Linked DNA regions of Sus scrofa: all the other regions are linked to region 1. The links are chromatin contacts, called in public HiChIP or PLAC-seq maps. All regions are on one chromosome and are shown on one strand. The core of a region is the stretch at or near the end of the contact, and the rest is flanking DNA. Distances in the headings are between cores, read along the strand shown.

Region 1 (4,102 bases), core at 691-3,190:
GTAGAATTCTGACTCAATAGGCTGATTGGTTTTTCCTTGGGAAATTTGGAACTGAAACTAAGGAAAAAGTAGTCAACTTCTTTGGATTATTAGAAGGTGAACTTTGGATCTCTTAATCACTATGACCTTAAGAAATGTAGGTAGAGAGAGCAGGCAGAGAGAAAAGAGGAAGAGTAAGAAAAAGAAAAAGAAAAAAAGAAATGAAGCAAAAACAGAGGGGGAAAGAATCATAGGTCAAGAACTCTAGTGACCTTTGTGTCTGATTTTGACATTCCTGAGATTTAGCTGCATTTCTATTCTTGGGATACCTGAAATACAGTGGCATCTTTGTGATAAATTTCTTTTTCCTTAAGCGCAATTGTGTTTTTTGGATGTTGTTTTTGCTGTTGATTTTTTGCCGCCAAAATTCTCCTAACCAATTGTGTCAGTTTCCCGAGGCTGCTATAACAAATTGTCACAAACTTGGTTGCTTAAAGCAACGGTTTATTCTCTCACGGTTCTGGAAGGTCTAAGTCCAAAATCCAGGTGTCAGCAGTGCTATGCTCCTGCTAAAGGTTCCAGGGAAGACTACTTCCTTGACTCTTTCTAGCTTCTGGTGGCTGCTGGCAATCCTTGGCATTCCCTGGCTTGTAGCTGCGTCACTCTCATTTCTGTCTCCGTCTTCACATGGCCATCTTCCCTCTGGTGTCTCTGCATGTCTTTATATGGCCTTCTCATTAGGACACTAAATCTATTAGTCATTGGATTTAGAGCCAGGACTAATCCAGCAAAAATCTCACCTTAACTAATTCCATCTTACAGATTTAATGTAAGATGGAATTATTTAATTTACACATTAAATTATTTAATTTAATCATGTGACTTTATTAAATTCCTATTTAATAAAGTCACATTATGAGAGACGGTCCAGGTGGACATGTATTTGGGGTAACACTATACAAGCAGTACACCAATTCAACATCCAAAGGCATTGGAACTACCACAATGTTTAGAGCCAGGTGCGTGGGGAAGGAGCGTTGTGCTAAGAATGCTGAGGCCTGCTCTCTACCCAGAGAGGAGGCATGGAGTGCTCTACGCAGAAGAATATCATGGTTCAAGTTTCCTAAAAGATTGCTTTGGTCACAGTGTGTAAAATAAATTGGAGCAGGGAAGGCTAAGGAGGGAAGAAAACCAGTTTTACCACTGGATAATTCAAGTGATGGGTAAGGTAGTCTTGGTCAGCATAAATGGTAGAAAAAGACAGGGAAGGGACAAGTGGGAGACATATTGCAAATTCAGGTTAGTCAGTTCATGTGTGGTTGTGGGGGAGTGAGTGAAGAAAAGGAAGGGTCTAGGTATGTTTTAGAATATATGACTGGAAAAATAAACATCCTTTTCTATATTCTTTCTATATTCTTCTCCCTTAAACTTTAGCTATTAAGAGTCAGAATGCTTCGATTGCAGAATTCTCACTTGAGCAAGGTTTTTTTAATAAAATTATTCATATTCTTGGCCTTGGATGCCAATTAAGTCTCTCAAGTTTAAAATTGCTTTGTTTGCTTTTAAAGAAATCTGCCCAACTTACAGACCTACAAGTTAACTAACCAGCCTACTTCCCTTCTCCTCCCCCCAGAGGACTTTACTCTGTTGGTTTTCTGCCAGCTCTTTCAAATTGAAATAGTTCAGTTTCTCTGTTTCTAGAACATAGAATTCATTACTCCTGGATTTTTGCCAACAATGTCCCTCTCATGTTTTTAAAACTAAGATGAATGTTACAGAGTGACCTTCTGGGCTCGACCCACGATTAGAAGTCAGTAAGTGATATATTAGATGTCTGCATGGATGCTCTGTTCTGGGTAGTGGGGCTGCTAGGGGAATGGGAGGAACTCTGGGAAGGTGGGAAAGGCATTCAGGGCAAAGCCTTGGAACTGAAGTGGAGAAATATGCATGAGAGATTAGGTAAAATTTGGCTGAAGTGAGGCAAGGCTCAGATTCTTCCTCTACCCTCAGGGCCCTGGTGAGTTTACCACAGAAAGGACATAGTCATTAATTCCTTTTGGCCATTTAGATAGAAAACAGAAAGCCAGGTGACAGAGAATATTTTTAAAGGGCTCTAGGAAGAACCACTCCATATTTTTTTCAGTGTGCATGTTCCCTTTCTCTTCCCACCTCTGCAACCCCGCTTAGCCTCTTGTTTCTGCTAGCACTGAAAAGACAACAGAGCACAAGTCTTAGGAATGTATACATCTGCATAATTTTAGGCCAGATGAATTTTTCATTCATATGGCTCTGTTGAATTACATAAGGAAATTTCTTTACCTTTTAGGTTACTTTCTAGGAATACATTAATACTTTAATTCTTTTTTTTTTTTTTTTTTTTTTTCTTTTTGCTATTTCTTTGGGCTGCTCCCACGGCATATGGAGGTTCCCAGGCTAGGGGTCGAGTCAGAGCTGTAGCCACCGGCCTACGCCAGAGCCACAGCAACTCGGGATCCTAGCCGCGTCTGCAACCTACACCACAGCTCTCGGCAACACCGGATCGTTAACCCACTGAGCAAGGGCAGGGCTCGAACCCGCAACCTCATGGTTCCTAGTCGGATTCGTTAACCACTGCGCCACGATGGGAACTCCAATACTTTAATTCTTTTCTCTTCCAATTGGCTATATATTTTTAAAGTAAACTTTTCATTTTGAGATAATCATAGATTCACATACAGTTACAAGAAGTAATGCTAGGAGATCCTGTGTACCCTTTACCCAGTCTCCCCTAATAGTAACATTTTGCAAAACTATAGTAAGTTGTTGTAGGATACATTCAAGTATAATACCATTGACATTGATACAATCAAGATATATGACATTTCCATAACCACAAGTATCCCTCATATGGCCTCTTAGAGTCACATGTACTTCCCTCCTTCCCTGACCCTCATCATACCTTGATACTCACTAATCTATTCTCCATTTCTGTAATTTTCCACTTTCAAGGATGTTATGTTAATTGAATTATATAGTATATAAACTTTTGGTATCAGCTTTTAAAACAGCATAAATTCTTATTGATTTGTGTATGTATCATAGTTTTTTTTAATTGCTGAGTAATATTTCATGGTATGGATGTACTACAGTTTGTTCACTATTCATTCATTGAAAGACATCTGGGTTGTTTCCAGTTCTTGGCTACTATGAGTAAAGCTGCTATGAACATTTGTGTACAGGCTTTTATGTGAACATAAGTTTTCATTTCTCTAGGCTAAATGCCCAAGAGTGCAATTGCTGGGCTTGTGGTAGTTACATGTTTAGTCTTATGAGACACTGCCAAACTGTTTTCAAGAGTGGCTGGACCATTTTACATTCCCACCAGCAATGTATGAGCAATCCAGTTTCTCCACATCCTTGCCAGCATTTGGTGTTGCCGCCATTTTTCTTTTCTTTCTTTCTTTTTTTTTTTTTTTTTTTTTTTTTTTTTAGCTATTCTGATAGTAATGTAGTGATATTGCATTGTGGTTTAAATCTGCATTATTTTCCTGATGGCTAATGATGTCGAACATCTTTTTGTATGCTTATTTGCCATCTGTATATCCTCTTTGGGAAATGTGTTCATGGTTTTTGCCCATTTTCTAGTTGAATTGTTTGATTTTTTTTTTAATTTGTTGAGATTTGAGTGTTCTCTATATATTCTAGATGCTAGTACTTTGCTGAATTTGTGGTTTTGCAGTATTTTCTCCTAGTCTGTAGCCTGATTTTTCATCCTCTTATAGGGTGTTTTGGAGAGAAAATTTTTAATTTTGAGAGACCCAATATACCAAATATTTCCTCTTATGGATTCTAAGATTGGTATCAAGTGTAATAACTCTTTGCCCAGCCCCAGATTCTGAAGAGTTTCTCCAATTTTTTTTTCAAAGTTTTAAAGTTTTACATTTTACATTTAAGTCCATGACACAAATTTTTAAGTAACTTTTTAGATCTTTACTGTCTGAAATAGGCCTCAGCATGTGAAATCCTTTTTGTCCTCTTTTCTTTCTCAAGCATCTGATCACCACCTATGACTCAAGTCACTGATTCCAAGTCAAGGGATACAGTTCCTGAGTAGGTACATGATCCCAAGTTTGTAATGAGTCAG
Region 2 (4,102 bases), core at 933-3,432, 320 kb before region 1:
TCTCTGTGGGTTAAGGATCAGCATTGTGGTTAGCTGTGGTGTACGTCACAGACATGGCTTGGATCTTGAGTTGCTGTGACTGTGGAATAGGCCAGCAGCTGTAGCTCCGATTCAACCCCTAGCCCGGAAACCTCTATATGCCATGGGCGTGGCCCTAAAAAAAAATTTGAAAGCTTATTATTTTCCAGGCATTTGCTAAAAGATTTACTTATGTCATTTTGGTTCTTACTATAATTCTATGTGATAGATAGTATTATAATGTGCATTTTGAAACAAAAGCTCAGAGAGGTAAATAAACTTGCCCCAATTTGCACAGCTACAAATTGACAAACTCAGAGTTCAAACCCTTGAGTCTCCGACTCCAAAGCTAATATTTTTGACCATTTCTCCCATATATTTTATGAGGATGGTGGTTGAGAATAATGTAGGATTATTGCATGCAGCAAACTTCAGTGATAGGTTTCCAAAATGGACATTGAGGGAATGATGTGACTTAATTGGAGGTGACTGAAGCTGTTTCTCTGGTCAACATTAGCTCCCTTGCAAACATCTTGCATGTGCAAGGTGTTGAAGCTGATTCCTTGAGCTCAGCCAGATGTGGTGGACAGAGGACTCCCAGCTCTGGGAGCAGGATCCATTGAGGGATAGTGGCTGTTTAGTGACGGACTCTTTCACCAACCATCTCTTCTCCTGTGGGCTGTGATCTCTTCAACTCAGATGGATGAACTCTTTGGCCAGAAGTGCTTTTCAGCCTCTGGTATTTCTTAATTCAAGAGAGTATTTCATGAGCTTCAGAGTTAGAGGCATAATCAACATGTCTCAAAATCAATTCCCTCCTCCTTCAGAGGCTGCTGACTGGTTTATTTACTTTTGGATTCTGTGGATTAAGTGCTGTAGCAAATCTTTAATTTTTTCATCCTGTGCTTTTCTCTCTCTGTCTGTCTTCTTAATTCTTCTCTTGTACACCCTGTAATGTATTCCTTTCTTCCTCTTTGTTCTGGCCTTCTTTCCTGGTGACCTCTGTGAAATGGTGTTGAGTGATTTTGTCAGCACCATCTCATAACCCAGAGCCCTTTACTGAGCTGATTTCCTCATAGCTTCTTGAGTGGAGACGTGCTGGAAATGCTAAATATACTGTGCTGGTGTTTGACTGGGCTTCCTATCTACATACTTGAAATCAGCAGTCTCTGGGCACTTGTGGTTCATACTGTATTCAGGTCTGAATACAAATCAAACCTCCATGTTCTTCAAGAAGTGTTAGCATTCATGAAAGTTGAATATAAGTGAGCGACTCTTATTTTTATAATTTCATTTAAATAATATAATTTATTCTCATAAATTTACATGTTACTCTACTGCAAATTAAGCCATACCAGGCTTAGCTCCAAGCACAAAGTATATCCCTTGTGAATATTATCCTTTTCATAGATACTCTTAGGAGGGACATAGACTATATTTTATATTTTAAGAAGTCATTTATTTTCAGAGAATTCAGGGACTCAACCACTGTGATTATTTGCCTAGTCTTCTCAAGATCCCACAAAGCAGGCAATGTTGGACTCGATGGGATAGTGCACTTCATTTATTTATTCACTGTATATTTATTGAATGCTTCCCTGTTCCAGGCCTTGCTGTGTGTTAGAGCTGTGGGGAGAGTGGAAATGGGCTGAGCTTGATGCCTTGGCTGTAGAATGTGTCACTTGATTCCACATCAGAGAACCCAGGTGGCCAGAAGTAAAACTGCTTAGCAGTGAACACAAGGAAAATATCTTCTCACGAAGTATCTGATTCTATATTGAAGAGAAACAGGGTCTGCTGACACTCCTAGCTGCTTTAGGTCTGCCTACTTAGGGTCTCTGACCCAGGGCAACCTCCTACTTATTATTTAAAATTTACTTTTATTTTTATTTTTTGGCTTTTTAGGGCCACACCTGTGGCATATGGAGGTTTCCAAGTTGGAGCTACAGCTGCCAGCCTATGCCACAGGCACAGCAAATTCAAGCTGCCTCTGTGGCCTACACCACAGCTCACTACAACGCTGGATCCTTAACCCAGTGAGCGAGGTCTGGGATCGAACATGCAACCTCATGGTTCGTAGTTGGATTCATTTCCACTGTGCCACGAGAGGAACTCCAACCTCCTACTTTTTAGAACTGGTCATTCTTTCAGGTGCCACCACCTCCAGGGCCACAAGAGGGTGCTTTCCTCCTTTCAGGTTATGCCTTTTTGAAATACAGCTCCTTATACTTAGGACTGAATTTCCTGGGTCTTGGGAAATTCAGTGTATTCAGCTGTGGGCCTTGATTCTAGGGGGAGGGAAAGGTGTAGGTTTGGAAGTGTATGTTTATTTGTCTATGTCTATGTCCTCCACTGAGCTGTAATCTCTGGGGACCAGGTTTTGTCTTTTTGTTCATCCCTCTTTTCCTGTGTCTGGCTTAAAGTCTGTCACATACAAGACCCTTAATAAATATTTGTGAGTTTAAAAAACTAAGCTTCACATCAAATCTTAGCTCAGTGGTTTTCAAATTTTCTGCCTATCAAAATCACCCAGGGTCAAGTTGGCCCTGGGATTCTTATTCAGTAATCTGGGGTAGGGCTGGGAATGTGATTCCGGAAAGCTTTTGTGCTTTCTAACTTCAGCACTGCTGTCCAGTTGTTCCTGCCTGTACAGAGCTATTTCATCTTGCTCCTGTGGACTTTTTGGGCTGTGGGTCCTCTGGTGCTTGAGTAAGGATAATACATTCCTGCTTCTTAATCCTGCCATGAAGATCCTGTCAATACGACCCAGGCTCCTTCCCATCCTCATTTTCCTGGTCCTCTTCTCATGAGCCTCTCTTTCTATCATCCTATCCTATAGGAGAAGGGAGATGCCTTCAATGGCTTGTCCTGGGGGGACACTGGGGAAGACACCTGTAACATAACAAGATTTTGGTTACTACCCTCAGGGCACAGCCTCTTTTGAAGCCTTGTAATTGTTGATGTATGCTATCTACTTCAGTTATAGTTAAAGAGATAATCACATACACACTGACATTGGAATAAAGACCATGATGATGGAAGATAATATAAAAAAGGGAATGCATAATATATACATGTATGACTGGGTTCCTTTGCTCTACAGCAGAAGTCACCACGTTATAAATTAACTAGAGTTTCCGTTGTAGCTCAGTGGTTAACGAATCCGACTAGGAACCATAAGGTTGTGTGTTTGATCCCTGGCCTTGCTCAGTGGGTTAAGGATCCAGTGTTGCCATGAGCTGTGGTGTGGGTTGCAGACACCGCTCGGATCCCAAATTGCTGTGGCTGTGGTGAGGCCAGTGGCTACAGCTCTGATGGGACCTCCATATGCCGCAGGAGTGGCCCTAGAAAAAGACGAAAAATCAATTATATTTTAATTTTTAAAATTTTAATTAAAAAAAAAACTATCCTTGGCACAGACAAAAAAAAATGTATAAAACATCAATAAAATAATTTTTCTCTTCTCAAAAAAAAAAAGACCACCTAAAGTTGATAAGCGCTTCTCTTATCACAGAGGCTTATAATATGATCTCCTGAGAAAATCTGTTTTCTGTGTTTTTGAGAAGGAAATACATATGATCATAATGACTTTGGAGGAGAATACTTTTTTTTTTTTTTTTTTTTTTTTGTCTTTTTTAGGGCTGTACCCGAGACATATGGAAGTTCCCAGGCCAGGGGTCAAATCAGAGTTGTAGCTGCTGCCCTACCCCACAGTCACAGTCGTAGCAACACCATATCCAAGCCACATCTGCCACACCACAGCTCACAGCAATGCTGGATCCTTAACCCACTGAACAAGGCCAGGGATTGAACCCACGTCATCATGGATACTAGTCAGGTTCATTACCACTGAACCACTATGAGAACTCCCTTTTTTTCAACTGAAAAACTTTATTTAAAAAATATATGGCAGAAAAGCAATTAACTTTATTCTTCTCCTTCTTCCTCTTCTCTTCCTTCTTCTTTTCTTTTTATGGCTGCATCTTTAGTGTATGGAAGTTCCCAGGCTAAGGGTTGAATTGCAGCTGCACAGCCACAGCAGCACTGAATCTGAGCTGCATCTGTGACCTATGCCACAGCTTGC
Region 3 (4,102 bases), core at 886-3,385, 280 kb before region 1:
TCAGAAGGATTCAGAGAGGCTAGCTTTTGTTTAGGTGAGAGTGAGAATATGCTTAAACGGAGTTTGGTGGAAGGAGCAGAAATCATTAGCAGAAGGTAAGGCAGGCAGTAATCTCCCTAGCCTGGGATTCATGAGGCTTAGTTAATTAGAGCTTTTAATTTTCATGGGAATCCAATGAAGCTAATCTTTGTCAGATCCAAGCAGTAGGGTGACTGGCCATTTTGGTTTGCCCCTGACTGTGGGGTTTCTGGGGATGTGGAACTTCCAGTGCTAAAATCCGGACGTTCCTTGACAAGCTAATTAGTGTTCCTCTTCCTTCATAGCCTCAACTTTTCTTCCTCTTTTCATTCTGTTGTGGCTGAATGCAGCTTTCTAACATGTTCCTTGTACACCAGATCTCTGCCAAATAATGGAGTCTCAGAACTGGAAGGTATCTTCAAGTGTCATGAAGTCAGCCTCTGCCTCCCAGCAGGTTTCACTCAGATTGTTTTCAGGTTGCCTTTTCCCAGTGGCAGCCTGGGCAGGGATGTCCACAGATAATGAACGCAGATAATGCTACTTCTATCATAATCCTTGCTGTTTACTATTTGAATTTCTTACGGCTTATCCAATTTCTTTTTTCTCTCAAAAGTTATGGGATTGGAAGAGAGGTGTGGCTGCCCAGGTTTTTGCAGGGGAATGTGAGGATGTCCTAGAATTTAGATTGCAGAGGGCTTAGTATTTAGCAGCCACCATGATTTGAGTGAAGTTACTGCTTCGCATTGGGACATTTAATTAAAAATTTCTGGGAACAGAGGCTTAAACTGAGAGTTCAGTGTTTAGGGGATTCCTCTGGATTGCTGTTAGAACTTTAAAGAGATTGACTTGAATTTTTAAATAAGAAAGTTGCTGATATTTCAAATACTGCTGGTTTTGCTTAGATTTGGTTGAATTTCAATATTTGGCTGGTTAATTCTCTAGATAGAGTTTCCTCATGTCTTTACTCAGATGTATGTATAAGTCTCAGTAGCTCAAGTTTCAAGAAGTGGAGTTCATTTTGTTCTGTAAATACACTGACTTTTTTTTTTTTTTTTTTTTTTTTTTTTTTTTTAGGTCTCATCTAGGGTAGACAGTCTGTTTAATCTCAGTTGGTCTAACTGCTATCAAGTTCTGGTCATCTTAGCTTGGGTAAATGATTGAGAACTGGTTCAGATACTCTATAGAGAACTCTATTTGTCATATTCTAGGTCCCAAACCTTGGCTCAGTAAGACTTCAATACACACACACACACACACACACACACACACACACACATGGATTTTGGTTGTTCTTATTGTTATATAAATTTTGTCCTAAAGCTGTAACCAGTACATGCTCACTATAGTAAAATTTGCAAATTATAGAAAAATAATAGGAAAAGAGAAAAATTACCCCAGTTCCACCTAGAGACAATGACTGATTTGAGGGATATTTCCTTCTACTCTTTATTTCTTATGCAGTTTTCCTTTCTTCACATAGTACATTTTTGCACCCTACTTTTAAAAATGTGAATTATAAGTATTTTTCCATTTTACCACACACTCTTTTTAATAACATTTGGATGATTGCCTAGCATTCCACATAGTGCAGTGCATTTCAGAAAGAACATAACTTGGTGGAGGAGACTACAACATACTCATAGAGTCAGCTTTGATTGTGTTCCCAAATGAGTAAGGCAGGGGTATAAAACCTTATGGATAACACGGTGTCCTCAGAGGGTGCGAGCAGATGTACCATATCTCAGCAGAGCTTCTCTTGCTCTGCACTGACCATGTGAGGCACATGGCTTCAGCTGGTACTCTCCATATTAGGTCTCCACAACACTTTTATCATCCGTTTGCATCCTTGGAAGACTATACGCTTTTGTTGAAAATAATTATTACAGCACTAAACTTTGCTGGAACCAAACTCAGCAAGAATAAGTGATGTACCTGCCTTGGAGGATGTGTCAGTTATCTGTTTATTACTTCACAGTTATAAATTTGCTCTTCATTGCCTACTCTGAGAAAGTGGATATGGGCCCTTTAAATATTTTTTCTTTGCCAGATGGTGCCATGTTAAACTTTGCCAATAGATAGTGCTTGAGAAACACTGCAGGAGGGAAGTATTTTGCTTCCTAGTCTGGCCTGCTCCCTAGACAGGCTCCTGGAGTGCATGGGGCTTCTGACCAGCACCTACTGTCATAGTAGCCAGCAATAACCAGTGGCCAGCACTTTACTCTTTCATCTCTTCTTGGGTGACTTTGTAGTAGAATGCCTCTAGTGAGACATCTCCCTGTGAACAGCTTTCCCAGCACCCTAAAGAATGGATTTCCAGCAAATTCCATAAAGCAGATTTTCAGCATATTTGGTGAGCATACACTGTAGCTATCTCTCTGCCATTCATTAGTCTAGTCTGTGCTCTTGCCAGTCAAGTCTGGATTTTTTTTAGCCCTGTCTGTGGAGAGGATGGGGTCATACCTTGGGTACTGAATCTCAGCCCTCGGGCAGGAGCTGCTCCCCATTTCCATATCCTTTAGAGTTCCTTTTACTCCTGAGTAGCCTATTCCTTTTTATGTCGATGTCCTGATATAATTAATAGTGATTTATATTAAATATTCCTGTTCAAATCACTATGTGTCTTTTTTCTCCTGATTAAACCCAGACTGATAAAGGGGAGGAAGCAGAGTAAGAGCCCAGGTGTCTCTGTCTTTACCTTTCTCGCATGATGGAAAGGCCATTTCCTGCATTAGTCTACTTCTTGACTCTTAGCCTTCCTGAGCCCCAGAGTCCTCATCTGTAAAATAGTGTTTATAATAATACCTGTCTCATAGGGTCTTTTTGAGGGTTAAAAGAGATTAATATATACAAATTACTTGAAACATTGCCTGGCGTATAGTAAGTATTTAATGTATGTTATTTGTCACTATAGTTTAATCTAGGTAAATCTGTCACTGAGTTTGATTGGAGGACTGCAAGTACAAACTCAGTTTTTTTTTTTTGTTTGTTTTTTGCTTTTTATGGCTGCGCCTGCAGCATATGGAGGTTCCCAGGCTACGGGTCAAATTAGGGCCACAGGTGCCGGCCTACACCACAGCCACAGCAACACCAGATCCAAACAACATCTGTGACCTATACCAAGCTCATGGCAACACGGGATCCTTAACCCACTGAGAGAGGCCAGGGATCAAACCTGCAACCTCATAGTTCCTAGTCGGATTCGTTCCACTGCACTGCAATGGGAACTCCCAAACTTCTTAACAAAGCATATACCACAGTTTACTTAACCATTCCCATGTGATAGACATTTAGTTGTTTTTACCATTTTGCTGTAATAATGCTATCATGAACTTCTTTGTGTATAAAACCCATTTACTCTTGGGTTTTCTTTGTTTCTTTCTTTGTTGCTTTCTTTCTTTCTTTCCTTTTTTTTTCGGTCTTTTTTTAAGGGCTATACCTGTGGCATATGGGGGTTCCCAGGCTAGGGGTCAAATCAGAGCTGTAGCTGCTGGCTTACACCACAGCCACAACAATGCCAGATCTGAGCTGTGCCTGCAACCGACACCACAGCTCACTGCAGTGCTGGATCCTTAACCACTGATCGAGGCCAGGGATAGAACCTGTGTCCTCATGGATACCAGTCAGATTTGTTTCCACTGAGCCACAATGGGAGCTCCCACAGTGTTCCTTCTTTATGAGGGGAGACAGACTGTCATTTATCCTTAGGGAAGTGTTTTATTAATAGGAGTTCTAGTCTGGCCCGTAAGGGAAGTAGAATTAGAAAGTATAGAATAGATCATGTTGAGGATCTCAGTGATTTTTGAGTTATCACCAACTTCTCAAGAACCTCTTTCTGACTGTGTTCCTTAGCATGGAGAAGAACTAAGATTTGCTTCTTGATGAAATACCAATACCTAATACACTGTAACTCATCTTGTCACAGTTCTTAAAATGTTTTTTGGTTCTTACTTAGGCATCTCGGAGGTGCCTGTTCTCAGTCAATCTAATTAAGCAATACTTATTAAAACTACAAATGGTTTAGAAATTTAAAAATTTGGGCATAGAATTTCAGGAATGACTTAATATTGTGTGACCTTGGGCAATT

Evidence for each region. HiChIP or PLAC-seq counts read pairs in DNA pulled down with a chosen protein or histone mark.
Region 2: a contact with region 1 is called in an H3K27ac HiChIP or PLAC-seq map of alveolar macrophages. The contact joins two enhancer-like sites. A contact is called at or near these places in 2 of 47 Hi-C or Micro-C datasets (both in embryonic fibroblasts) and 2 of 2 datasets of contacts at active chromatin or transcription factors (alveolar macrophages and skeletal muscle).
Region 3: an H3K27ac HiChIP or PLAC-seq map of alveolar macrophages shows a contact between it and region 1. The contact joins the promoter of JADE1 here to the enhancer-like site in region 1. A contact is called at or near these places in 1 of 5 promoter capture datasets (liver), 7 of 47 Hi-C or Micro-C datasets (brain, embryonic fibroblasts, epiblast stem cells and 2 more) and 2 of 2 datasets of contacts at active chromatin or transcription factors (alveolar macrophages and skeletal muscle).

The regions. Positions count from the first base shown.
Region 1 is chr8:96,281,884-96,285,985 of Sscrofa11.1, reverse strand. The region is part of intron 4 of JADE1 (protein Jade-1); the gene reads left to right. Among named protein-coding and RNA genes, the nearest start is that of JADE1, 280 kb to the left of the region's middle. Within about 2 kb of position 1,940, at least 1 of the 83 cell types and tissues checked has an H3K27ac peak or open chromatin away from gene starts, as enhancers often do. A contact at or near this core is called in alveolar macrophages, where this site is marked.
Region 2 is chr8:96,599,596-96,603,697 of Sscrofa11.1, reverse strand. No RefSeq gene overlaps it. Among named protein-coding and RNA genes, the nearest start is that of JADE1, 38 kb to the right of the region's middle. Within about 2 kb of position 2,182, at least 7 of the 83 cell types and tissues checked have an H3K27ac peak or open chromatin away from gene starts, as enhancers often do. A contact at or near this core is called in alveolar macrophages, where this site is marked.
Region 3 is chr8:96,562,165-96,566,266 of Sscrofa11.1, reverse strand. It overlaps JADE1 (protein Jade-1), which reads left to right and starts at 2,135. Exons shown (of 15, transcript XM_021100682.1): 1 at 2,135-2,368.